Regions from separate parts of the Drosophila melanogaster genome. Here region 2 is linked to region 1. The links are chromatin contacts, called in public Hi-C maps. All regions are on one chromosome and are shown on one strand. The core of a region is the stretch at or near the end of the contact, and the rest is flanking DNA. Distances in the headings are between cores, read along the strand shown. Region 1 holds the start of CaMKI (Calcium/calmodulin-dependent protein kinase I). Region 2 holds the start of Asator (asator,).

What was found. A called contact is a pair of places that touch in the nucleus more often than the background predicts.
Region 2: a contact with region 1 is called in a Hi-C map of the S2 cell line, with 2.4 times the contacts expected there. The contact joins the promoter of Asator here to the promoter of CaMKI in region 1. A contact is called at or near these places in 62 of 107 Hi-C or Micro-C datasets (the Clone 8 cell line, the Kc167 cell line, the ML-DmBG3-c2 cell line and 23 more) and 1 of 6 datasets of contacts at active chromatin or transcription factors (the Kc167 cell line).

The regions. Positions count from the first base shown.
Region 1 is chr4:441,432-447,651 of dm6, forward strand. CaMKI (Calcium/calmodulin-dependent protein kinase I) reads left to right here and starts at 4,073. Exons shown (of 8, transcript NM_166764.2): 1 at 4,073-4,217; 2 at 5,670-5,804. lgs (legless) reads right to left here and starts at 2,480. Exons shown (of 6, transcript NM_143665.4): 1 at 1,782-2,480; 2 at 1,433-1,723; 3 at 749-958; 4 at 1-20. The coding sequence starts at 1,962.
Region 2 is chr4:484,551-490,835 of dm6, forward strand. It overlaps Asator (asator,), which reads right to left and starts at 1,483. Exons shown (of 14, transcript NM_001272127.1): 1 at 660-1,483. The coding sequence starts at 682.

The DNA.
Region 1 (6,220 bases), core at 2,823-5,322:
TGAAATTCTTTCAATTTTAACTATGTAAAATGAATAAATAAGATATTTATTAAAATACACCATAAAAAATTAAATAACTCGTAAATCATCTATATAAATCACTGCGGGCGGAACTCCACGTAGTGGTGAAGCGCGCCAGAAGAGTGTGAAGGCGACTTCTATATATACACGCAAAAATGGAAATCTGCTGTGATTGTCCGACCTTAATCGAATTAAACATTTTAACTGAAGTGTGATAATTTCTCATTTAATCAAAATTAAATCAAAAACCTGGTTAGTATTTGAAACCGTGGAATTCTGTTTTATAGGCACTTTCCAACTTAACCATTTGTTTTTCCAAAATATCGTAGAACAAATGTAGTTCCGCTTGAAGGGGTTTAATAAAATAATCACATTTCTTCTAAAATGAAAACTTCCTACAAAATTACACCCATTTTCCTAAACTAATCATTTTTAGTAGCGTGCAGTATCAGATAGCTCAAAAGGTTTTATAGTAGTCTCCTTCGGGACCACACTCTCGTTCCCAATGATTACTGATTTTTGGAAGGGTATGTCCTAATTCAAAAGGTTTTTAAATTCTAGTTAATTAATCAATTTTATTTTACAAATTAGAAATATTCGTATTTCCTAATTAAAATAAAATTAAAAGGCAGGAGATATCGCTATAGTAGTTCTTTGACTATCAAATAAAATTGGTAACTGACATTAATTCTTGTTATTTGCTTTATATGGATCTCTTAAAACTTACCCGGTGTAGCGGAGTTGTCCTGTGCATTACCAATTGAACCAAAACCAACAGGGGACATCGTTGGCGAATGATTTTCTCTTTCTTCTTTTTTCATATTTACTAAACTGCCTAAGACATCGGTGGGTTCTTCCTTGACAGTCAAACTGGATGTAGAACCTGTTTCGCAGCCGCCACCAGCTGCTTGACCTTTTGCTTTATTAGAACTTATTTCTGAAATGGGACATTAATGGTTATGGAATATTAGGACAGCTTTTAAATAAAAATTAGCTTTTACACCGCGTCTAGTAGCATCTGCGTAGCACGGCTATTCAAAATGCTTTAGCAGTTTAACTAAAAATTATTGTGACTATTATATCATTTCACTCAGCAAATTTTTAAATTAATATATTCTTAAAAGTACAGCAATTTTTTCTCAAACTAATTAGTTGATCCAATTTGAGGTCTTTCTTGAGATGTTTGAGTACATCTATGATATGCATTCCATCAAGATGAATTAATATTTTTATGAGCTTAATTACGGTTCCAAGAAAATGTCTGTTTTGATCCGAGCTTCGCGAGTTTTAGTCAAGTTTACAAGTTTAAAACTAAAATTGTAAGTATAGCAAAAAAAAAACAATTAAATGATTAACAAAGGTGAACGCCAATACATTTTAAAATTTTAAACCATTTGTAGGGCAGTCTTACCAGCTTCCTCGTCCTTCACACTACATTTGTTTTTCTTCGATTGCTCGTCACAATCTACCATCTGAGTAAGGCCCACTGTAGCAGACACATTGCTGCTATTCGAGTGTTCACTGGAGTTTTGTGGAGAAGCGACTAGGCACGAGTTGATTGTGCTCGTAGAGTTCTGCCTTAGCATAGTTTGTCCCTCGGGCAGATTATTTCCACTGCCTGGGGCTCCTCCAGTGGCAGCTTTATCACTAGTTGATAGTCCGCTTTTCTCAGTGCCTTCTTCTGGCGTCAATTTTATTTGATCTGGAAACACAGAAAGTTGTTATAATTCCGGACAAAGAGAAATCAATACAAGTCTTACCCGGCGACAAAGTAGAAAAGGGTTCGCTATTAAGGGTCTTCGGAGAACTTCTGCTCGCCGCCGAGTCCCCATTTCCGATCGCTGCTCCAGGATTTGATCCAGATGCACTTGTTGAGGAGGCATCGGAGTTTGGTTGCGGCTGTTGTTGGGTTGGACTGCGGGGCATTGTTGTCGAGAGCATCCTAGAAATCGAATTCCTTCAAATCGACCTTCCCAAGATCCCTTGTGTGGCTAATTGCTCAAGTAGCAATTAAAATCCATCGTTTTATTGCTTTTGAAGTCGGCGAACGCAATTAAGCATATTTAGACCAGGAACTGCACGCAGGCACTCACCACTCATATGCATGCGATTACATCTCACGTGAGATACGCGAAGCAAAACACGATATCGTTTTAAATTTTACTGGAGGATTTTGTATTTTTGTATTTGTATGTGGAATTCTCCTATTCTATGTCACAATTTTATGTATATGTGCAAATGCAATAACACTTCGGAGCATCGTATTAAGCTAATGAAATTTTGGGCTTATAGGCCCAAATGTTCCTGCTTTAACCGTGCGTTATGTTAGCAGGAGTCGAAAATTGCGAACATACTTTGGAATAAACAGCTCGCATAATAAGAGAAGCAATCTAATATATAAAAAATGTAATTACTACCCTTATATGTGACCAGACCGCGATAATTCGAACAAACCAAATTTGGTATAATTATTACTTTCATACTAGAATTCCAGATCTGGTAGCTTTAAGTCATAAATAACCAGGGTATTCCATAAAACATCCACTACTCATTTAAGACCCTATTAAGCAAGACCAATGCAGCTCAGTCAGCAATCTCATATTTTATTATTTTGAATTACAAATCGAAGCATTTGCATATATATATGGAAAAACATATTTTTTCTTGGGTGGTTGTCGTCCCCGTTGTAATTTGAGGTAATAATTTTCTTCACATTGGTTGGAAAAAAAAACTTAGTTTTAGTTCCGTTTATTGCTTTTTTATTATCTATATTTGCTCAATAACAGGGATATCGCAAAACTCTTATAAATATCTGAACAGCCGGCGTCGTTGTGTTGTTCTCACAAATAATATAGCCCATTGCACGTGGAGTAAAAGATATATGTACTTTATCAGGATAGTTATAGATGAGTTGATCTGGCTATGTCCGTCTTTCCGTGTGTTTCTGCCTTTATATTTGTCTGCAAAACACCCATAAGCCACCCAAAACTGACACGTCCACATTTGTCAAAGCTATTTTAGCTTTTTTCCCATTTTATCTTAACAAAAAACTTGCTGAGTTGCGGGTATCTCATATCGGGGATATCTACTAAAGAGTTTTCTCTTGTTTTGCATTAATTCATGAATAAAAAATGAAATGCAATTATGTTTTCATTTAAACAAAAATGTTTGTTGCTTAGACAAATCCCAAAACAGTATTGCTTCTATGATTTGAATGTTATTTAATATATATATGACAGCTATTTTGGTCTTGAATCTCTAAATCAAGATACGCATTAAAAAAAAAAAAATTTGTAAATTTTTTGGTCCTAGGATATTAAGCATGTTTTCCATAGTCGCAAACACCTAAGCGAGATTTTAATTTATTAAAATTTATTAATTTAAATTTAAATTAAATTTAATTTAAAATGCTTCTATGATTTGAATGTTATTTAATATATATATATATATATATTTTGGTCTTGAATCTCTAAATCAAGATACGCATTAAAAAAAAAAAAATTTGTAAATTTTTTGGTCTTAGGATATTAAGCATGTTTTCCATAGTCGCAAACACCTAAGCGAGATTTTAATTTATTAAAATTTATTAATTTAAATTTAATTTATTTAAAAGCAATTAAGAATATTTATGATTCCATAAAATGCTTATAAGTTAAAAGTTTGATTTAATGCTTACATTATATAGATTACTAACCAGTAAGTGTTGCCTCAAAAAGTTCTTTTAAAAATCCATAATAATTTTAATTAACTTGAAAATTTTCACTTTAAGAATTTAACGGATATATTGGTATCTGTGTGAAAATGCTATTATCCATGCCACAGTCACCTATCTGAGAACAACATACAAATTTGAATGTACTCCAATTATTAACTGTTTATTCACTAAAATGTTGCAGATAATAAAAATTATATAATACATTTAGCTTAAGCATTTATTTCTTAAGCTTCAGTCTAGTGGTAGTTGTTTTAATTAGAACTTAAAGCGTTTTCATTTCCCAACTGTTTCTTTGGAATGAAATGTCTCGCCCTGTTCCTGTCCATGAACGTTCGCAAGAATTATAATTTCCAAGATTGGTTCCAAGGTTTAGTTCCAAAATATCAATAGGAAATCAATAGAGTACAGATATAAATTTATTTAAATATTTTTAATCACCAAGAAATTTTTGTTCAATTTGTTTTGACTTAACCAGAACCAGGTGACGTATCACAATTTTAACAGTCAATGCTAATGTTTCAAAATAAGTTTGTCACGTTTAAAGTTCCGCTAAGATTTGGAAACAATGGAGCAGTGTGTCACGGTAAACCAATTTGTGAAAATCGTACTGAGAATTTATTTCCGGATTTGGTTGAAAGTTACTTTTTTGAAAGATTTTAACTGTATAAATGTATAGTATTAAGTATTATGTAAAAAAAATAACGACATAACTTGAAAAATTAATTTTTTTGTTCGTGTCCGATAGTCTATGAGCTAATCAAAAAACAAATTCATTACATTTGCTTTGCAAATAAAAAGGTAAGATGTATAATCACTAACTTACTATGCTATATGTATATACATATAAGCGCTCCAGAGAAAAATGACTAACAATTCGCTTTTGGGAAAAACTACATATACATAGATTAGTAGTACAAAGTTTTTAGGAAAAAATAGCTGACTGGTCAACACTGCCACAATGGTTGCGCCAGCGCCTGAAGAAAATCAATAAATCAATACTAAAAGTAATTGTAATTCCTAGCGTGTGTATTCCTTTAAAACAGACATTACGCTGCAACGCACAAGTATTTATAGATTTGGAGAATACTGAATAAATATTTGTGTAAACAAAAGGACCTGTAAACAGTTTCTAGATACATTTGATGTATTTTTTTTAAATAGAAACGTGTTGGCTTGCAACAAAGTCTGCAATATGGGGAACGTTTTGAAAATTCGTCTTCAATTGTTTTCTGCTTTCAAGTGAAGCCACCGAGATCCTGCGCTTGTTTTGGTTAATTCGTAATACTTCTTAAGCATGTATAAAACTTATACATGTATATGTAAATAAACCCAATTATATATTATATATGTATATGTATATATATGCATATATATAAATATTGTATATTATTGTATATATATATATATATATATATATATACGTAAATATTGTGTGATATGCAAGTGTCTGTTTTCGACTACAGATGTACGCAATATAAGGTAATCAGCTAAAATTTAACCTTTGGCAGCTGGGCTCATTACTGAGCGGAATAATTGAGCTCCCAAACCGAAAACAACTGCATTGCTTTGTGTCTAGCTATGTATGTATGTAACCTGCTTTTGTGAATATATATGATCGTCTTCGCTGATAGGGTTCGTCGTTATAACTTTTAGAACCCTGTGAGAAGTCTGGCTTAAACTGTTGAAGAGTAATAACCATGCGAATTTCGGCAATCTAAAATACATACTACTTCAAAATCAACTTGCTTAGAAATGCCTTTGTTTGGCAAAAAGGATTCGGGCAAGAAAGCCAAGGCGAAGGACTTAAAGGAGCTCAATAAGCAAGTGTCAATTGAAGAGAAATACAATCTTCACGGACTTCTGGGGACGTACGTGCTGCTAAGCAAAAAGATTTTTAAATACTTTAATGACTAACCTTTTTTTACCGCTTAAGTGGAGCCTTTTCAGAAGTACGCCTAGCCGAAAGCAAAGATTCGCCAGGCGAACATTTTGCAGTGAAAATTATCGATAAGAAAGCTCTAAAGGGAAAGGAAGAATCTCTGGAGAATGAAATTCGCGTTTTGAGAAGGTAAGGAAGTTAATAATTTAGAGTTGACGTTAAAAAGAAAATAGGCACCAATACAACTCGGAATAAATAAAATAAAGAGTGATATACATTTTGTGCCTGTACACCGAAAGAAAATATGAAACTGACAATTCTTAATGTCGCATTTGATCATTAAACTTTAATCGAAATCGTTTCTTATTATCTATACATATTTACATATATATACAAATTTAGATTTCGCAATGAATATTTCTTACTCGTGGTAGAAAAACTTAGTATGTGATCATAAACCCATTAAAAACAATAAAATCAATATACATATTAAAATCGCGACTGTAGAATACTGTTTGGTGTTGGGCATAGTAAAATCCTCAGTTTGTTCTGTCTAATTTATGTTTAATATTCACTTCTTTTACTTGATCTTAGATTTTTTATTA
Region 2 (6,285 bases), core at 233-2,732, 41 kb after region 1:
TTCGACGATATAGAGTATATAAATTATATTAACAGGATCAATAGCAGAGTCGATGTTGTAATATCCGTCCGTTCGTATGAACGTCGAGGTCTCGGGAGCTATAAAAGCGGGACTTGTAACAGTGTAAGTTTCTATAAAACGCTGTCACTCTATAGCCTACAACAAATTAAAAAAAAAAAATTCCACCAATAAGCACAATTTAGAAAACTGGGCGATTTTCTGTACGCTTGCATTATATCAAAGGCCCGCTTAGGACCGAGTCTAGTCGAGTTCATATATATGAAAAGGCTTTCTGAATTTTAGAACGTTTTAAAGTATATAATTGTTGTATTGTTACTGTACTTTTTCTATTCCTGTTAGGTCGAACACACAAAAATTCATTAGGTTAACTGCCGTAATTCCACCGCTAGAGTTAGAAATAGCTGCCGTTCTAATTCAATACTTCGTCAGCTTCGTATTATCGTTATATATTAATATTTATATTAATCGTTATATTTTCCACATTTCCGTCCTACCGTGTGACATATTAACAAAATTCATCGAAAATTAAAAAAAAAATTAACAACACTGCTCTTTTTTTGCATTTTTAGATACCAAATAATTTTCAGTTTTAATTTTCTTACATATATGTTAAAGAAGAGTATGAGTCCAAAACATACCTGAGGTACTCCTGCAAATGCATGATGGCAAAATTCTGTGCTGTCCTTAAACTTAGATATCTTAGAACTTGATTTAATGTATTTTTTTTATTTTCTAAAATATGGAAAAAACTATCAATTTGTATCGGTATTTTCACTTCTTCAAGAACACATATGAGTGTGATTGAAATTATTCATATAATCACGTAGTAATATCACAAGTAACATATAAGGATTACTCAAAGCAGCCTAATCATAACTGTAAGAGCGAATACTTTGTGCGTGATATAATCGTTTGTTGTTTTTAATTTTATTGCAAAACTACTTTAATTGGACGTAAACTGTAATTCTATTCTGTTGTAATCCTGTAAGTAGGTTAATTATTGCTTGAGAGCAATTTACTGTATTAATAATAATCTATACAATTATTTAGATTAGCTCACATCACTTATCGTCTGTATTTATGATTACGTTTATTTACGTTATATAGGCAAATGTGTCTATTTTTATATACTGATTTAATTATAGAGAAGTTCCGTAAAAACGTCGAAAAAATAACAACGCGGAATTCGCGTGATCCACTTGTATCCACATGTTCACATGACCACATTTGTAAATTTATTATTTTTAAGACGATCACATTATAATAAATTTATCAAAACGAACAGCAAAAAGTTGATTTACATTTGGTACTTTAAAATTTGTCTTTATAAAATATTTCTTATTGTCGGCAAACCTATTGTTTTGCACCAATAAAATATTTTACTAAAAGTTGTAATTAAGAAATATATTGTTCTATCAAATGCTTCCCGCTGAATCTTTAGGCATTCTGTGCATCGAACTGATTTTTTAGGTATATACTACGGTATTCAGATATGTGTGTATAGGTGAATAACATAAACAGCTATCTTTAGTCTCCCCAAACTTGCAGCCATTTGAGATGATATCTTCAAGAAGGAATTATTTCAACATATATATAGCGTGTGTTCTTATATAATATATGACATTTTTTAGGAAAGTCGGGAGTAAAAGCTTCACTTCAATTTTGAACATTGCTACGATTATATTTCCGCCTCTATATTTAATTTGTTTGGTCTGGTTCCGTGTTTGAACCTGGGTTAGGACATAAACCACGTTCCAGTTTAATCCAGGGCTAATAAAAAATATATATCTACAGGGGCAATCTCAGAAGATTCTATCCATGGTTTCTCTTGAAAGGTTTTAAAGCATTTTAGACCTATTTTTACACGTAGACTTCAACATCTGTTCTCCGTCAGTCATAGAGTTGCCAGACAATTATTTAATTAATTTAAAGGATTTCCAAAAGTATTGTTCGTAAATAAGTTCGTAAATTTTGGGAAAACCAGAGCACTTAAAAACGAAATCAAAATATTTTGATCAAATCAAATTCGAAAAAAATATACGATTACTGCAGCGTGTAGAAATCGATAGTATATTTTTACTATTTCCTCATATTCCAACACGAAATCTATGGACGGCTCCGTTAATCGATCCATTCGATATTAAATTGTGGTTCTGCAACTGGGAAAAAATTAAGGAATTTACTTGAACTACTCAAAATTCCAAAAGGTGGCGCTGCATGTACATCAAGAATTTTACAGGTCAGCTTATTACTTTTTACATAGTTACTCTGTATGTCTGAATTTTGTTTATGTACGACGAGCCCCTAAAAGGAATTTGATGCAATACGTTTCTCTAAACAAAAACAAAGATTAAGCAAATGAGACAGTTAATTATTACCTGTAATTCAAGATTATAACTGTATTTGTATGTATGTATCATTGGCAGCACCGTATGCTATATGTTAGCAGCGCTAGGATCAAAAATTTATGTATATTATATGAAAAAAAAGGGTTTGTTACCTCGTCTACCATTCTAAGGAGTGAAAGCCCCCTTTAAACTAGTATAATCTATGTCAAAAAGAATACAATAGTAAAATTGCAATCAATTTTGTTGATTACTAGACAATAACTGTGACTCTGGTCCCTAAAGAAATCCTAAATCAAAGATTTCAAGAAGAAGGTCTTCTATGTTGGAAAAAACATATGTATGTCTCCTAATCTATGATTCAGGGACTGTTTTCGTGACCGGATTCCGCAACTGTGCAACGTATTCTTTAATTTTTTATAATTACCTAATTCTATTTACTAAGATATATTGCTGCAACTAAACACGTAATATTTGCCATTTTGAAATACCAGAAATATACAGTATAAATGTGAGGGTTAAAAACTGAACAACGCATAGTTTTCCGCTTCAAATATCATACAGAAAAGGGGTTAAAACGTTTAAATTCTTGTGACAGCTGAATTGATTTTCCGAAAGAACGTTTTCGGTGGTGTGGATGGATTCGACGTAAATGTTAATAATGTGCAACAAAATCAATATTGAAATCAATATAAAAAACTGTACCCAGCAGCAGTTGTTTGTCACCCTCAGTAAAAAAGTACACCCCCAATACATACTTACAAGTGCCATATACATATACATATATGTACATGTTCAAAGTTAAAAACAAAAAATGAAGTTTTATTATTGTATTCTTTATATGGTAGCGTTGCAAACTTCGACTGAAATCAATATACCCTCTACTCGTAGAGTACTCTACTCTACCCGTTACTCGTAGAGATGTGAGTGCGTAACAAGGAGCCTTTCCGATCCTAACTGACTCGACTTGGCCAGGACCGGATGCCCGTCTATCTGTATGGCCATCCGCCATGTCTCTCCGTTTGAGGGCTGCGATCACGGAAAAAACTAGGAAATTGAGATTAGGCATAAGTAAAGCGGACGCAGATCAAGTGCCAGGCCCTTAAAATGTTTTCATTTCTTTTCATTTTAATATTTCTATTTCCACGCCCAGTCTTACTTTTAAATGTTGGCAAGTCAATAATTTTGAAAAATGTTTTAACTTTCTTTAATTTTCTTTTTTCTCTCCAATTTCTATGGATATTTCAGCAATATTTTAAAATATATTTCTAGCTCGTATATCAATGTGGAGAGCAGTCCACGTAGTGACTAAGCGCCCCAGGAGATTTGCAAAGGCGACTACTATATAATCACGAAGAATTGAAATCTGTAGTCCAATCATAGTGATACACCCAATAGAAAAGTAACACAAAATCTAAAGAAAAAAATCTACAGTTCAGTGACAAAGTGTTGACAGTGATAAGCAAATTGAATTTTAAATCCACAATAACACTGTATATTATGTGCCTTCGGTTACAACTTGTATATAGTATGTAATCCGTTAGGAACATATTTAGCTTGTGTTTGGGATTTAGAGGCCGAAATGCCTTTTAATTAAAGTTTCTGGTAAAAATAAAAAAAAAAATAATAATAAAAATATTAAAAAAAAATAATATAAAAAAAATAAAGAGAGTACAATTTGATAATTACCAATGCACGCATCTGCCATGCCATGTTACCCTACTTAATTCTTGACATTCAGATTAATAATGATCAACAATTTTCATTCATAAGTATTTTATTACACTTACAAAAATTTTATTGGCCATGGTTAATCGCAAAAAGTTAACTCACCTTCTTTATTTCTGTTAGCAAACCTGAGTCTTATAATTTCTTGTTTGATAATTAAATTGTTTATACTGCACTCACGCTGCGTGTTGACACGATTTTACCTGCAATGGTGAGGCTCTGGTCGTTCTTTCGCGCACAGTCAGGGTCAGAGGTCACCAGAAAGGAGAGTGGACAACAGAAGTAAAAGCATTCCTCAAAGCGACAAATAAGCACATGCATAAATGGTGCGTGCGTGCACATACTGGCATACCTTCGATGCTCTGCTGTGTGCGCGCACATGCATGCATACAGCCACAAACATACATGCATAATTACATACATACATACATAAAATCTTACACACATGCATACATTTGTACATTCCAAGGGGCACTGGGGATGCTTCTGTTTCATCGCCGTGGATGATCTCGTTTTTTATGTACCTACGCAAGCAGATACATACATACATAAACATACATACATACAACATACAACGCCGAGTTTTTTGTTTTCGCTTTTTTTAATTTTAACCCAGGGTGGTGGTGTTCCAACTGCACAAGCAGGCGGAAGAAAGGTGGCAAAGAAAGCCCACTCCACCCGAATCTCTTGGTCCCTTGCCCAGGACCTCGGGACCCAGGTCCTGTTCTCCGTTACTGGTCGCCGTACCCTGTTTTCGACGCACACTTGGCTTTCCTCTGCACCACCACCAACTTCATTATAATTTTGTCGGGGTAGTTTTTTTTGTGCGCTCGTAACGGGGGTCCGCAACGTTGGTTCGGGAATACGCTTCGCTGTGGATGGCATAAGAACTGGATTTGTGTGGACTCGAAGGGAATTCACTTGAGACTAAGCCCAACGACGAGAATGGCACCCCCAAAGTTTTTTGTCGGTCTGTGAAAAATTGGATAAAAAATTCTTGGCAGTTTTAGCATCTGAAATTTCCAGCATTGAATTATGGAAAATCGATTTTTCGGTCTTGCAAAAATGAAAGGACATCTACCCTCGTCACATACATCGATGTGTATTCAAGCATACATACATACATATGTGTAAATGTAAATGGCCAAATGTATGGGCGTTCTTGATTTGTGTACATTTTGCAATTCATCGGACTTATTTATGTAACGACGCTTCTACTTATTAGCGATACCTCCTGATAGTACAATAGCGTATTCCTCGAACTTCTGTGGCAATATGGAAAGAGAGCAAATCCGCTCGGCTGTTAATAAAAGAAGACATAATTTCATTAATATTTAAGATGGTGGGCTTCACAGAACGCAACGAGCACTAAATCAAATGTTTGTGGTGGTCACGATCTGCCCCATTCCAACAAAAAAATATGTAATTATTTCTTAATAAATACTTTTATATCTAAACGTGAAAAAGAAAGCAAACGTATAAATCAAACATACATACGAATCATGATTCCCAAAAGCAAAACCGCAGTAGAAATAAGTTGATTTTAATCAATTTTCATACAGTCATTTGGTAATGAAGCTCAGAAATACGTTTTTAAAATCGTAATAATCACAATCACTGCAAATGTAAAAAGTATTTAAAATACATTCGAGCCAACGCAATGCAGTAACCGCAAGATATGTATGCATACCTTCGGGCTGAATCGTTTGGTGGCGTGTACATACATACAAATATGTATGTTTAATTGATATTTCTTTTTTTTATCGTTTTCAAGTTGGAGAGAAAAGGATAAAGTGTGCCATTATCATTTCTGTATTCTGTAAACTTCGTAGCGCAAAAACTACGCAATCGAATGTTTTTAAGTTTTTACACAGTTTCTACACACATATCTAAAGCTTGATCAAGGAAATATTAAACACAAATACCTCCTAACAAGGTAAAATTATAGTAATAATTCGAGGAATTTTTAGAAAATAAGAATTGTTTAAATTTCATATAAACAAATAATTTATTTTTGATTCATTTTAGAACCGAAGAAGTGTCAATTTAAAAATAAAGTTAAGTAAAGTAAGGAAAAATAAGTAAGTTACAAGTAGATTCAAAAGATTTTCGGTAACGAATAAGAAGATTAGTATGACTACATAAAATACATATGTACATATATCACCAAACCTTCAATTGTAATTTATTA